Linked DNA regions of Sus scrofa: region 1 is linked to region 2. Evidence: chromatin contacts called from public HiChIP or PLAC-seq data. All regions are on one chromosome and are shown on one strand. The core of a region is the stretch at or near the end of the contact, and the rest is flanking DNA. Distances in the headings are between cores, read along the strand shown. Region 1 has its middle 32 kb from the start of IL7. Region 2 overlaps LOC106510042 (a long non-coding RNA gene).

Region 1 (5,449 bases), core at 2,262-4,761, 190 kb after region 2:
GGTTCAATCCCTGCCCTTGCTCAGTGGGTTAAGGATGCAGCATTGACATGAGCTGTGGTGTAGGTTGCAGACGAGGCTCGGATCCCACGTTGCTGTGACTCTGGCGTAGGCTGCAATTCGACCCCTAGCCTGGGAACCTCCATATGCCATGGGAGTGTCCCTAGGAAAGGCAAAAAGACAAAAAAAAAAAAAAAAGAGCTAAATTGAGACTGTGAACCACCTCTGAGATGGAAAGGTGGCAAACTTTTAAGGAGGCAACCACAGGTAGCAAGTACCACTTCCAAATGGATCTTGTCATCCCCTTTCTCAGACTCTAACTATAGTGTTACATTCCCAAGTATGATGCCCCTGGACACTTGTAGAACAATATTCCAAGGGAGAAAAAAAAAAACATTCAAAACCAAATGAGTTGGGAAATGTTTCGTATAATATGATTGGAATGAAGAAGAGGATGATGAGGATGAAGGAGGGGAAGGGGGTCGAAATGCTCAGTAAGAAAAATATATAGAAATAATTTATTTTACTGCATTTAAAAGAGAAAGAGAAGGAAAGAAAAAAAGAAGACATTTGGGGCTTGGAGAATTCCTATACATCCCATTTTCCTACATAGGAATGTAGACACAGTGGGTAGACACAGGAAGTACCATAACCACAGTATGAAAGCATGGCATTCCCCACTATCACACCAGCCTGGAAACATTGAGTGAAACTAGTGCCCCACAGAGCCCACTTTAGGAAAGCTTCATGACCTCATTTAAATGTCATAGCTAAGTTAACAGCAAATAAGAGGCTCTGTGTGTGTGTGTGTGTGTGTGTGTGTGTGTGTAAGATTTCCCCAAAGTTTTATTATTCAAGTTCTTGGATATAATTTTTACATGCATCTGCAAAGGATCTAGTAATAGAAGTCACTATATCTTAACCCTGGTTGCCTATTACAATCACCTGAGGAACTTTGAAAAAAATCTGCATCTTATACCCAGAGACTCTGGTAATAATGTTCCAGGATAAGGCCCAAACACTAATATGTCTGCAAGTACCAAGATCATCAAGTTGCAAACTCAACCTAAACAGCCAAAGGACACCTCCTTTCCTCTTGGTTTTCTTCCCATCCCCCTTTCTCTTCTTGTCCAATGTTGTGGTTGAGGAAATGTCATTATTTCTTTCCTTTGCTAAGAGCTTGTCCAAAGGGGCAAGAGTAGGGGTAACAAAAAGAAATAAAAGCAAAGAGAGAGAGGAGGGACCCAACCACTTTTCTTGACTGGCCCCTCCCCACATGCCATGGTTCTAAGCCCTCAGGCGAATCCTCCTATGAGTCCCATGTGTGGCTTGAGAGTCAGCAGAATAAGGCATCCCAATGATGTGTTTGTAAATTGAAGGTTGATCAATTTTTTAAATACTTCCAAGAGAGAAAACTATTTGTGTATACACAGGAAATAAATATATGTGTGTCTGTGTGTGTGTATAATAGTAAGCACTGGAACTCTGCTTCTTGGCCTGCTATGCCCAATAAAACAAAACAAACAAACAAACAACAACAACAACAACAAACTACTGAATCTCCTGGGAAGAGTGTAATGTACACCTATAGAGCCTCTGCTCTTCAATTTGACCAAGTCTAGTCTTCAGGACAATTTCTTAAAGGAGCCCCACCGTGACTTCTGGATGTAGAGATTATGGGTTAAACAGTGGTGCCAGGAAGCATCTGCCAGGGCTTAGCCTTGGTCATTGATCTTTCTAAGCCTAGGACCCAACTGTCTCCTAAAGTGCTGATTTCCCATTCCTAGTCTGGCCTGTTCTACCTAATTTTCTTGGTTTCCTTCCAGGACTGGAAGGCTTTTCTGGACTCTTGGTCATGTGGCTGAGTTCCGGGATCATGTGTCATTCTTGCCAGTCCTTTCCTTTGTGTGTCTGAACCAAAGCTTGGCTCTCTAGGAAAGGCACTTGTCACCTGGGCTCCAAGCTTCCATCCACAACAGGAATCATACCAGTCCTGCCCTACCCATAGGTCTGTAGAGTTTGGTATGCACACCTCCAGGATTAGCAATGAGATAGAATCAACACCATCTGACTTCTCTCCACTGAGCCAGCCCCAAGAGCAAGAGGAGTGTCCCCAGCCCAGCTTTGGCTCACTTTTCAGCTTCCAACAAAACCTCAGCCAAGCCTAATGCCTTTTAGGATACCTGCATCCAAGCGTATAACTAAACTCTCTACCACAAAAACATTGAGAGCAAGTCTAAGAAAAACATTCTGTAAACTTTAAAATCCCATGCACATTATGTATTAACAATAATTAGCATTGCATTTCCATTAATAGAGTAGTGATATCAGACATACCATATATAAATAAGATCTGTAAGTTTTCCTGAGATGCTGAGTACCATGGTGAGGGTTGTTTCAACAGACAACATGCATTGAATTCTAAAGCATCTATTGGCATATTTGGCACCCCAAATATCTAGTTTCACTACAAAGTCAGCAGCCCTTGGTGGACATAGATAAAATGTGTTTTGCTGGCAACATGATTTCCAATAGGCATTTTGAATAACAAGACCTGGTCATCTATTTTATATTTTTACTGCATCCAAAAGAATATGAGCCAGCCAGGATAAATAAGGGGGAATTCAGTGTAGAGAACAAAAAAAGTCTATATGGCTTTGTGTTTCTGGTGCTATCCGCAAGGGAGCATGCCCTGAAGAAATCTCCCCAAAAGAAGTTGTGCCATGTCACAATTTTATATACTCAAGTACCAAGATGCAGGCACAGTGCACTTGTTCTTGATTTAGATACCCTTGGTTACCAGAAAGGCAGAACCAGTCTGTGTATAATCATAAAATCTGCAGCATTGTGACCATGTAGAAAAGTCACTATGCTCTTTGCATTTAAATGCTGAGGTTGGCTTCTCTTCCCTGGGTCTGTGTGCTCAATATCTATTTGGCAGGAAGTTTTGATTTCATCTGCTTGGACCATTAGTTCCAGCCAGCTTATAGCCTCTTCTCCTCTATGAAATTCTTTAGCACCAAAAGAAAAATCTAAGGTGGCAAAGTGAAGCCATAGTTAACATCCTTTTATGCACATAAACATTGCCCTTAAAACATGTATATTCCACTCACAGCGAAATCATGGTAGCCAAGCAGTTGCCTTCATCCTGTGTTATTCAAAAGAATATTTGCATAAGCTTCCAGCTATCTCTTAAATCATGTTTCTGTCAAGACCTATTACATTCAGTCACAAAGTATGATTCATTCTCTATTATCCAGCCTCATGTGATTAAATCCATGACTCAGCAAAATTTCAAGCCACTGTATCATACACTTTGGAAACTGTTCTTCATTTACTAAAATGATGAACGTTCACTCTTCCCAGGCCCGGGGTCTTCCACTTAAGCTCTCCAATCTTTACATGCTCTCCCCACAAGCCACAGACCAATGACACAGACAATCCATCCCCAGGGCGATGCCCAAGAGATTGGCCAGAGCTCTTCCCCTTTCTCTCCCACTTAAGAAATCATGTCAAAAATCAAGTGAATGACAACAATGTTCTGATAAGTATAACCTGAAACACAGTCTGAACTGCCCTGAAAAAACTATATAACATCATATCCTAGGAAATAGTAAGAACCGGCAACCTATTTCACAATGAAGCTCAACACGTCAGTGTATTACAAGAGCATATTTGAAAAATGCTGGTCCATAGTGCTGGTTCATTGTCTGGCAATGGGATTTTTACAACACTTTATATGCGTTGCTTCATCCGGTTTTCACAATATTCCTGGGAAGTAAGAGAGAAACACATTATTTCCCGCATATTAAAAGTTTTATATATATGAGCATGAGTCAAGTAAGCAGTTACAAATTGCACATCATGGGCATTGAAGCTTTTGCTGTATGAACAGAGGGAAGAAAGGAAGAGAGAGGGAGGGGAAATGAAGGATGTTTTAGGATTAAGCTTGCAAGGCTTCATACAAAAGACTTTTCTTCTTCTTCGCCTACAATTAGGAAATGAGGCTGCTAGAACAGTGTTTCACAGAGTCTGTTCGACAGATTTATTTTTCCTCCATGATACTTTATAGGAAAAAAAAAAAAGGTACTGAATTCAAATAAGTTCTGGGAAACACTGCATACTATGTCTGTCTTAGATACTCGCAAGGCCCTTTTTGCATAGTAAAGGTGCTAAAAGTCCTACAGTAAAGAATCATGTTTAATTTTCTTTTCTTTCTTTCTTTTCTATTCGGGCTTCACCTGCAGTGTATAGAATTTCCCAGGCTAGGGGTCGAAATGGAGCTGCAGCTGCCAGCCTATACCACAACCACAGCAATGCAGGATTGGAGCCACATCTGCAACCCCACAGCTTGTGGCAAACCAGATCCTTAACCCACTGAGCTAACTCAGGGATCGAACCTACATCCTCATGAATACCGGTCGGGTTCTTAACTTGCTGAGCTACAATGGCAACTCCATAATTTTCTTTCATTTGCGTTATTAACATTTATTTGCCCATGAAAAACCCTGCCTCCTGTAATTCCTATTAACATGATGTAGATCTGGGTTCTGAGGAACACACTTCGAGAACTACTGCATAAGGGGTTAACTGTCTGATAGTTCATATACTCGTGTCTTACTGATGTTTTACTCACTCACTTTTATTTGAAAGAAAAAAAATAGCCAGATGCCTTATGAGAATCCTTTATAAAGGCCTCCTTTTGGATAGAACCAAAAAATAAAAATGAGAAACAAAATGTTTATCAGTTCTGTAACTCATAAATACTGCCAGTTCACAAATCTTTGGCAGAAACCACTACCAAATGCAATAAATCTTAATTAGTGTGAAGAAAAGTATCAAAGGTTGATGAACAACTTCCCTTCCTGAAAATGTGCAGTTTCCAGAGAAGTAACTAAAGCCAATTTTGCCAATTCTCACTAAGAGTGAGTAAGTGGAGAACAGGACTGTTAGCAGAGGAGGCCTTACAAGAAACAGATTTTGGCCGCCCGAGGCTAAGCAAGTGCAGAAAATGAATACCCATGCTTTAGAATTTTATTACTGTTTGTTTAATGATAACACCCTTCTTTAAAGTAACATATTTCTCTAACATGGCAGAGAGGAAGGTAATCTCATTACCTAGAGACTCTGGAAGCAAGGGTGAGCAATTTTTACAGACTGCAAATGTGGTGATGCAAGAAACAGGGAAAAGCAAAACAAAGCAAAACACGTGGCCCCACCAAACTGAACGTCCTTAGGTGTGTAACTTATCTCCAACCTGACTTCCCACCTCTGTCTTAGTTTCCTTGGGCTGCTATGACAAAACACAATATTTTGAGTGGCTTAAACAACTGGCATTTATTTTCCCATGGTCTGTAAGCTGGCAATCAAAGATGAGGGTGCTGGCAGGGTGAGTGTCACAAAGGTTCTCCCCCACCTCACCTTCTCACTGTGCTCACAGGACTGTTCCTTG
Region 2 (6,066 bases), core at 1,059-3,558:
TTCTTCAGTTGAAATAACTCTTTTCGTGATTCTTTCCATTGACTTAAAGGTACATTCCAAAAAGATGTTATCAGCAAGTTATCAGTCATGGACATCCTATGAATGACTCTTCTCAGACCCCTTCCATAAGGCAGATTGTGATCAAAAACCCACAGTGTGGTGGAACCAAACAAGTGGGGGTTCAAATCATGGCTCTGGCTCTGCTACTTTAATATTTCCACAGAGACTGCATTTTAATGTGGGATAGAACGGTTTATTATGTCATTTCTGGAGTTCCCGTCATCACACAACAGAAATGAATCCTACTAGGAACCATGAGGTTATGGGTTCAATCCCTGGCCTCACTCAATGGGTTAAGGATCTGGCGTTCCTGTGAGCTGTGGTATAGGTCACAGACATGGCTCAGATCTTGCATTGCTGTGGCTGTGGTGTAGGCTGGCAGCTGAAGCTCTGATTCGACCCCTAGCTTGAGAACCTCCATATCCCTTGGGTGTGGCCCTAAAAAGCAAAAAAAAAAAAAAAAAAAAAAAAAAAAAAGTCAATTCTGAATGATGCAAAACCCAGAATGTGAGAAGGGGCTTTATGTGAAACATGAGCTAAACATAACAACAAAAGTAAGTTATTTAATCACTCTGCTCACCTCTGAGCCCTACAACTAAGAACCATACCTAGCACATAGTACTGCATTTAATGAGTAGCTTCTAATGATGGATTCACTTGAAGATTCAGTTTATTCCTTTATTGGAATAAACTGTTCCTTTATTCCTTATTGTCTATCAAAATGTGACAATAAAACTATTCCACCAATTTCTGTTGTTGTTGTCGTCTTTTTAGGGCTGCACCTATGGCATTTGGAAGTTCCCAGGCTAGGGGTTAAATCAGAGCTGTAGCTGCCAGCCTACGCCACAGCCACAGCAATGCCAGATCTGAGCCACGTCTGTAACCTTCACCGCAGCTCATGGCAATGCCAGATCCTTGAACCACTGAGCGAGAACAGGGATTGAACCCACATCCTCATGGATCCTAGTCAGGTTCATTACCACTGAGTCATGGTAAGAACTCCTCCACCAAATTTTTTGAAGTTTGGTGATAATGCATGCTAACCTTCATGCCTGGTAAAGTGTTAATATTCAAGAAATTGCACCATGTCTTTCCTAGCTAGACAGTGGGTTACTTGAGGACAACAAACATTAATTATTCGCATTTATATCTCCAAGTCCTAGAGCAGTCCCTGGCTCATGGTAGGCACTTGTATTTGTTGAATGAATATTAAGGTACAATTGATAGCACATGACCCTGAGTGTCTCCAGTGATTGCTCCTTTAACAGAGTAGCTTATCCAGGTATGGGTGCAGAACATAGCTTTAGCTTGAGTACCTTTTCACATTTTTTCATTATAAGGAGAATCATCGGAAAGAATTCTCCCTTCATGCTTTGGTATAAAGCTCTAGCAATATAAGATCTGTGCTGCTTACAGCCATGATTTCAGGCTCAGGTAGGCCACAAGAACCTTAGAAGATGAAACCAAGAGACAGAGTGAAGTGATAATAAGAAAATAATATAGCAGTGAGAAAAGATAAAGTCCTTGTACCTCACAAGAGACTGAATGAACCCCTGCCCTTTCTGTGGCTGGGTTCTAGTGATGTGATAACTGGACAAAGCATACTAGTACAACTTCAAGTGACTTAGGAGAGGATATTTCACTAGGAAAAACTTGCACATATTTTACAAGAGGAGGCACATGATCCCTTGTTCTCTTATCACCTGGAAATGTGTATAAAGGCTGTGGTTTTGCTAAACACTGAAGATCTCTACCCTGGGAGAGGAATGCTGACCTGCAAGCATGGGAATTGTTTTGTCTAGAGAATAAATACGACAGCCTCAGGTATCTGGTGCTCAGAGCCCACGTGCAAGCTTTCTAGGGTCTGGGAAGGCCAGCTGCTAGCATCTAGGAACTTTGTAGGAAATTTGGATTTGGGAAAACAGAATTGCACCTAGTGAGAAGCTGAATTTGAGTACAGCCCCTCCTCTGTTGGAAAGGCAACTTGAGCTTCTGGGGTCATAAACTAGATACTCTTGCTTCTCTCTTCATGGTGATTTAATAATTTCCCCAATTTTTACATCACTTGGTTAAAGGTGAATGCCTATCACTTGCAACTGAAGGAGTCTTGACTAATATGGGCTTAATTTATGCAAAGACTGTGCTAGATTGTGAATTTAATGCAAGTATGATTTGGGGTATCTCCAGCAGTGAGCTAAACTCTTGATACTTATTAACAAATAAATGTTGGACTTCCCCTGTGGCTTACAGCATAACTACATGGCATTATTTCTGCAACTATTTGGGTTCCGGATCTGGAATTTCCACATGCAGTGGGTGTGGCCAAACACTTTAATTAATTAAAAGATACAAATAATGTTGAATGCATGATTTAACAAAGTTTATATAAAATCTCATGTTATCATCACAATAACAGTTATCTTCTTCATTTTATTACTCAGAAAAATGGAAGCTTAGATAAATTTTCTAAGCTGATGAGTGATAGCGTTAAAGTAAAGCCTAGTTCTGACTCTCAGGTTTATCACTTAATTATTATTCATTTCCTCATCATGAAAAGTAATTTGTAAATTGCTAAGAGGTCATAGAATCCAGTTTTAAGGAATTGAGAGTTGAGTTATTCATAGGGTCTCCCCTAGTTCTGTTGAATGCTATATACAAAAAAAAAAAAAAAAAAAAGGATTTCCTGTCGTGGCGCAGTGGTTAACAAATCCGACTAGGAACCATGAGGTTGCAGTTTCGATCCCTGGCCTTGCTCAGTGGGTTAACGATTCGGCGTTGCCATGAGCTGTGGTGTAGATTGCAGACGTGACTCAGATCCTGCGTTGCTGAGGCTGTGGGCGTAGGCCGGTGGCTACAGCTCCAATTCAACCCCTAGCCTGGGAACCTCCATACGCCTTGGGAGTGGCCCAAGACATCACAAAATAAGACAAAAAAAAAAAAAAAGTTTACATCTTATGCCTCCTGTCACTTGCCTTCTGCAAAAGGAAGTATTTAATTTCTACAAAACTAATAAACATTTTTCTCTCCAATGGTCAGAACTTAAGAGGAAGGTAGAAGAGTTCAGATTGGGAAATATTTGTTACGACTTTTGTATTTCCTTGGCTATTTTCCACAAAAGTAATCATGGAGAGCATAGCAGAGGGATGAGCATATATTTCTAACTTAGCCCTATGGGTTTTTCCCTCTAACTCATTCTTTCTTGGCACCAGGCAGGATGAGGGCCATGTATTCATACATAGTTCCCTTGGCTAGATTAACACATACAATGTATAGAAACCCATATGTCCTATATTTAACATCACTAGAGCACAGCCTTTTTGCTTCAAGTAGCCATTTGAAGAGCTCCTGAACACCAACCTCAGTCATTCAGCCCATTGGCCCTTTTAGACCACAGCTGGTGAGCATGCCAAAAAACCACAAATATCTCTCTGGGGGGGAAAGCATGCTGCCCAGTGGGTGTCAGTCATTGCTCTCCAAGCTACCTAAACAGATGAAATGGAACTGAAATATCCTGTGACATTTCCAAAAGAGGAAAGCCCAAAACATATATCCTAGACAAGAGACAACATCTTGCTTATTAGCAGGTGGAAAGATGGAAGATTTTCTCTTCTGCTTTCCTTTCTCCTCCTTTGAAAAAACACATAGGATATGAAGACAAAGGACACTACTCCAAGTATGTTCAGTACTTGAACAGAGAGAAGCAATAAAATCTAGCGTTTATAAAAGGAATAACTCAAACATCATATGAAAATCATAAAAAAATAAAGGAACACAGGAATGCAAGGAAAATTAATCAAATTAATAAATTGAAGAGATGGTTCTTTGAGAAAGCAGCAAAACTAAAAGCTCTCTGGAAAATATTATCAAGGAAGAAATTAAAGTACAAACAAACAACAACAAAACAATTATACTGACTATTACATTCTCTGATTTTTTTCTATCTTCAACAAGTTTCAAGAATTTTTTAAAAATTCTAAGACATACAAATGTATTTTAAGGCTTAAAAGTGTAATTTTCTTGAAAAGAGCATTTAATGTATTGGAATTAGTAATGTATGTAAGATATACCCTTGATAAATTCTCAACATTCTAAATCCCAAGAGTTTTATTACAAATTTTTTTAAACTTTCGAAATATAGATTATATACATGCTATATAAATGTTTTGAGAACATTTTAAGTCAAATAAAAAGCTGTGCCAAAACCCAAAAAGTTCAAGTATATTTAACAAATTTCTAAATATAATATTAATGAACATAGTTTAATAGCAGTTTTGAAAGAATAATATATCATTTGCATACATAATTTACCTCAAAAGGGGAAATTGATTAAATATTGTGAAATCTTTTCCTATAATACACCTTTGCTATAAGAAAATTAAGAAATAAAAATAATCTCTGTAAAGTGAATTAGATTCTCAAATTCAATATTTTCTATTAAACTTCCTCAAAATTATCCATATAATTATTTTATATCAATATAAAATAAAGCATCTATTTCAAATCAAAAGCCAATATTGCACTTACTGGTGAAACACTACCTCCTTTAAAATGTAGAATGATACAAGAGCACCTATTATTACCATTATTCACCAATGTTTTGCTCACTTTGCAAAAACAATAAGACATAAAACTGCATACAAACACAGACATGACAAAGGACGCCCCCCCATACACACACATGAAAGGGAGAGACAAGGTATTATTATCTGCAAAAGATGAGAAAGATAAAATGGAATAATGAAAATTACAAATGACTTAACTAAATATCCAATAGGTTTATTTTTTAAAATGATTTTTATTTTTTCCATTATAGCTGGTTTGTAGTATTCTGTTAATTTTCTGCTGTACAGCAAAGTGACCCAGTCACACATACATATATACATTCTTTTTCTCACATTATCCTCCATCATGCTCTATCATAAGTGACTAGATATAGTTCCCAGTGCTATACTGCAGGATCTCATTGCTTATCCAAATGTAATAGTTTGCATCTACTAACCCCAGATTCCCAGCCCATCCCACTCCATCCCCCTCACCCTGGCAACCGTAAATCTGTTCTCCAAGTCTCCAGTAGGTTTATAAAAAAAAAAAAAAGTTTACTAATGTGGTTACATTAAAAAATAATTTTATAAAAACACATGACATCATTATATAATAACAACTGGGTGGGAAAAATGTTAAAAGAAAACTTGGACTGAAGGTAGCCCCTACTGGCACTACTGATGTATAATCTTTACTTTAATAGATCAACAGTCTTTTATACTCAACATATGACAGTTAATCTCACATTTGTGTTCTTTTCAATTTCTATTATTAAAATAAAAGGAGCTCCCGTTACGGCTCAGTGGGTTAAGAGCCCAATATAGTGTTCATGAGGATGTGGGTTCAATCCCTGGCCTCTCTCAGTGGATTAAGGATATGGTTTTACAGATGTGGCTTGGATCTGGTGTTACTGTGGCTCCAATGTGACCCTTAGCCCAGGAATTGCCTGCCATATGCCACAGGTGTAGCCAAAAAAAGAAAATGAAAAAGAAAAAAAAAAAAAGAAAAGAAAACCTGTGCTTTCTATTATAATATCGTCTGAAGGGATCTTCGTCTTGAAATTCATAAAATATCATGTTCTTCTTCTATATTCATGATGTTGTGCTAGTTACACCTGGTGATGAAGAAGTGGCAAACACTCTGATATACTGGTGATATATCAGGTGCAGGGAGTGAGATATAAATCCTATAAGGAATCCAGAGCCACTTTTAGAAGTCTAGTGGTCAGGAATATCTAGGAATTTCTTTCTAAGATTAAATATGTTACACCTTACATACTGTACTATCTGCCACTAGCAAGGAGGAACAGTTTCTAATTGGCATCCTTGAATTCATGAGATAATACAAACTATTTTGACACATTGCCCAGTCCTATTTATTAGGTGACTCTGAGGAATGCCAAGTTTGAATGGGATCCAGAGCAAGAAAGGATGCTGTTGCAAATCCAGGATATGGTACAAGTAG

What was found. HiChIP or PLAC-seq counts read pairs in DNA pulled down with a chosen protein or histone mark.
Region 1: a contact with region 2 is called in an H3K27ac HiChIP or PLAC-seq map of alveolar macrophages. The contact joins two enhancer-like sites. A contact is called at or near these places in 1 of 47 Hi-C or Micro-C datasets (embryonic fibroblasts) and 1 of 2 datasets of contacts at active chromatin or transcription factors (alveolar macrophages).

Annotation. Positions count from the first base shown.
Region 1 is chr4:57,650,685-57,656,133 of Sscrofa11.1, forward strand. No RefSeq gene overlaps it. Among named protein-coding and RNA genes, the nearest start is that of IL7, 32 kb to the right of the region's middle. Within about 2 kb of position 3,512, at least 3 of the 83 cell types and tissues checked have an H3K27ac peak or open chromatin away from gene starts, as enhancers often do. A contact at or near this core is called in alveolar macrophages, where this site is marked.
Region 2 is chr4:57,458,238-57,464,303 of Sscrofa11.1, forward strand. LOC106510042 (a long non-coding RNA gene) reads right to left here. Exons shown (of 7, transcript XR_002343242.1): 7 at 4,873-6,066. Among named protein-coding and RNA genes, the nearest start is that of IL7, 220 kb to the right of the region's middle. Within about 2 kb of position 2,309, at least 3 of the 83 cell types and tissues checked have an H3K27ac peak or open chromatin away from gene starts, as enhancers often do. A contact at or near this core is called in alveolar macrophages, where this site is marked.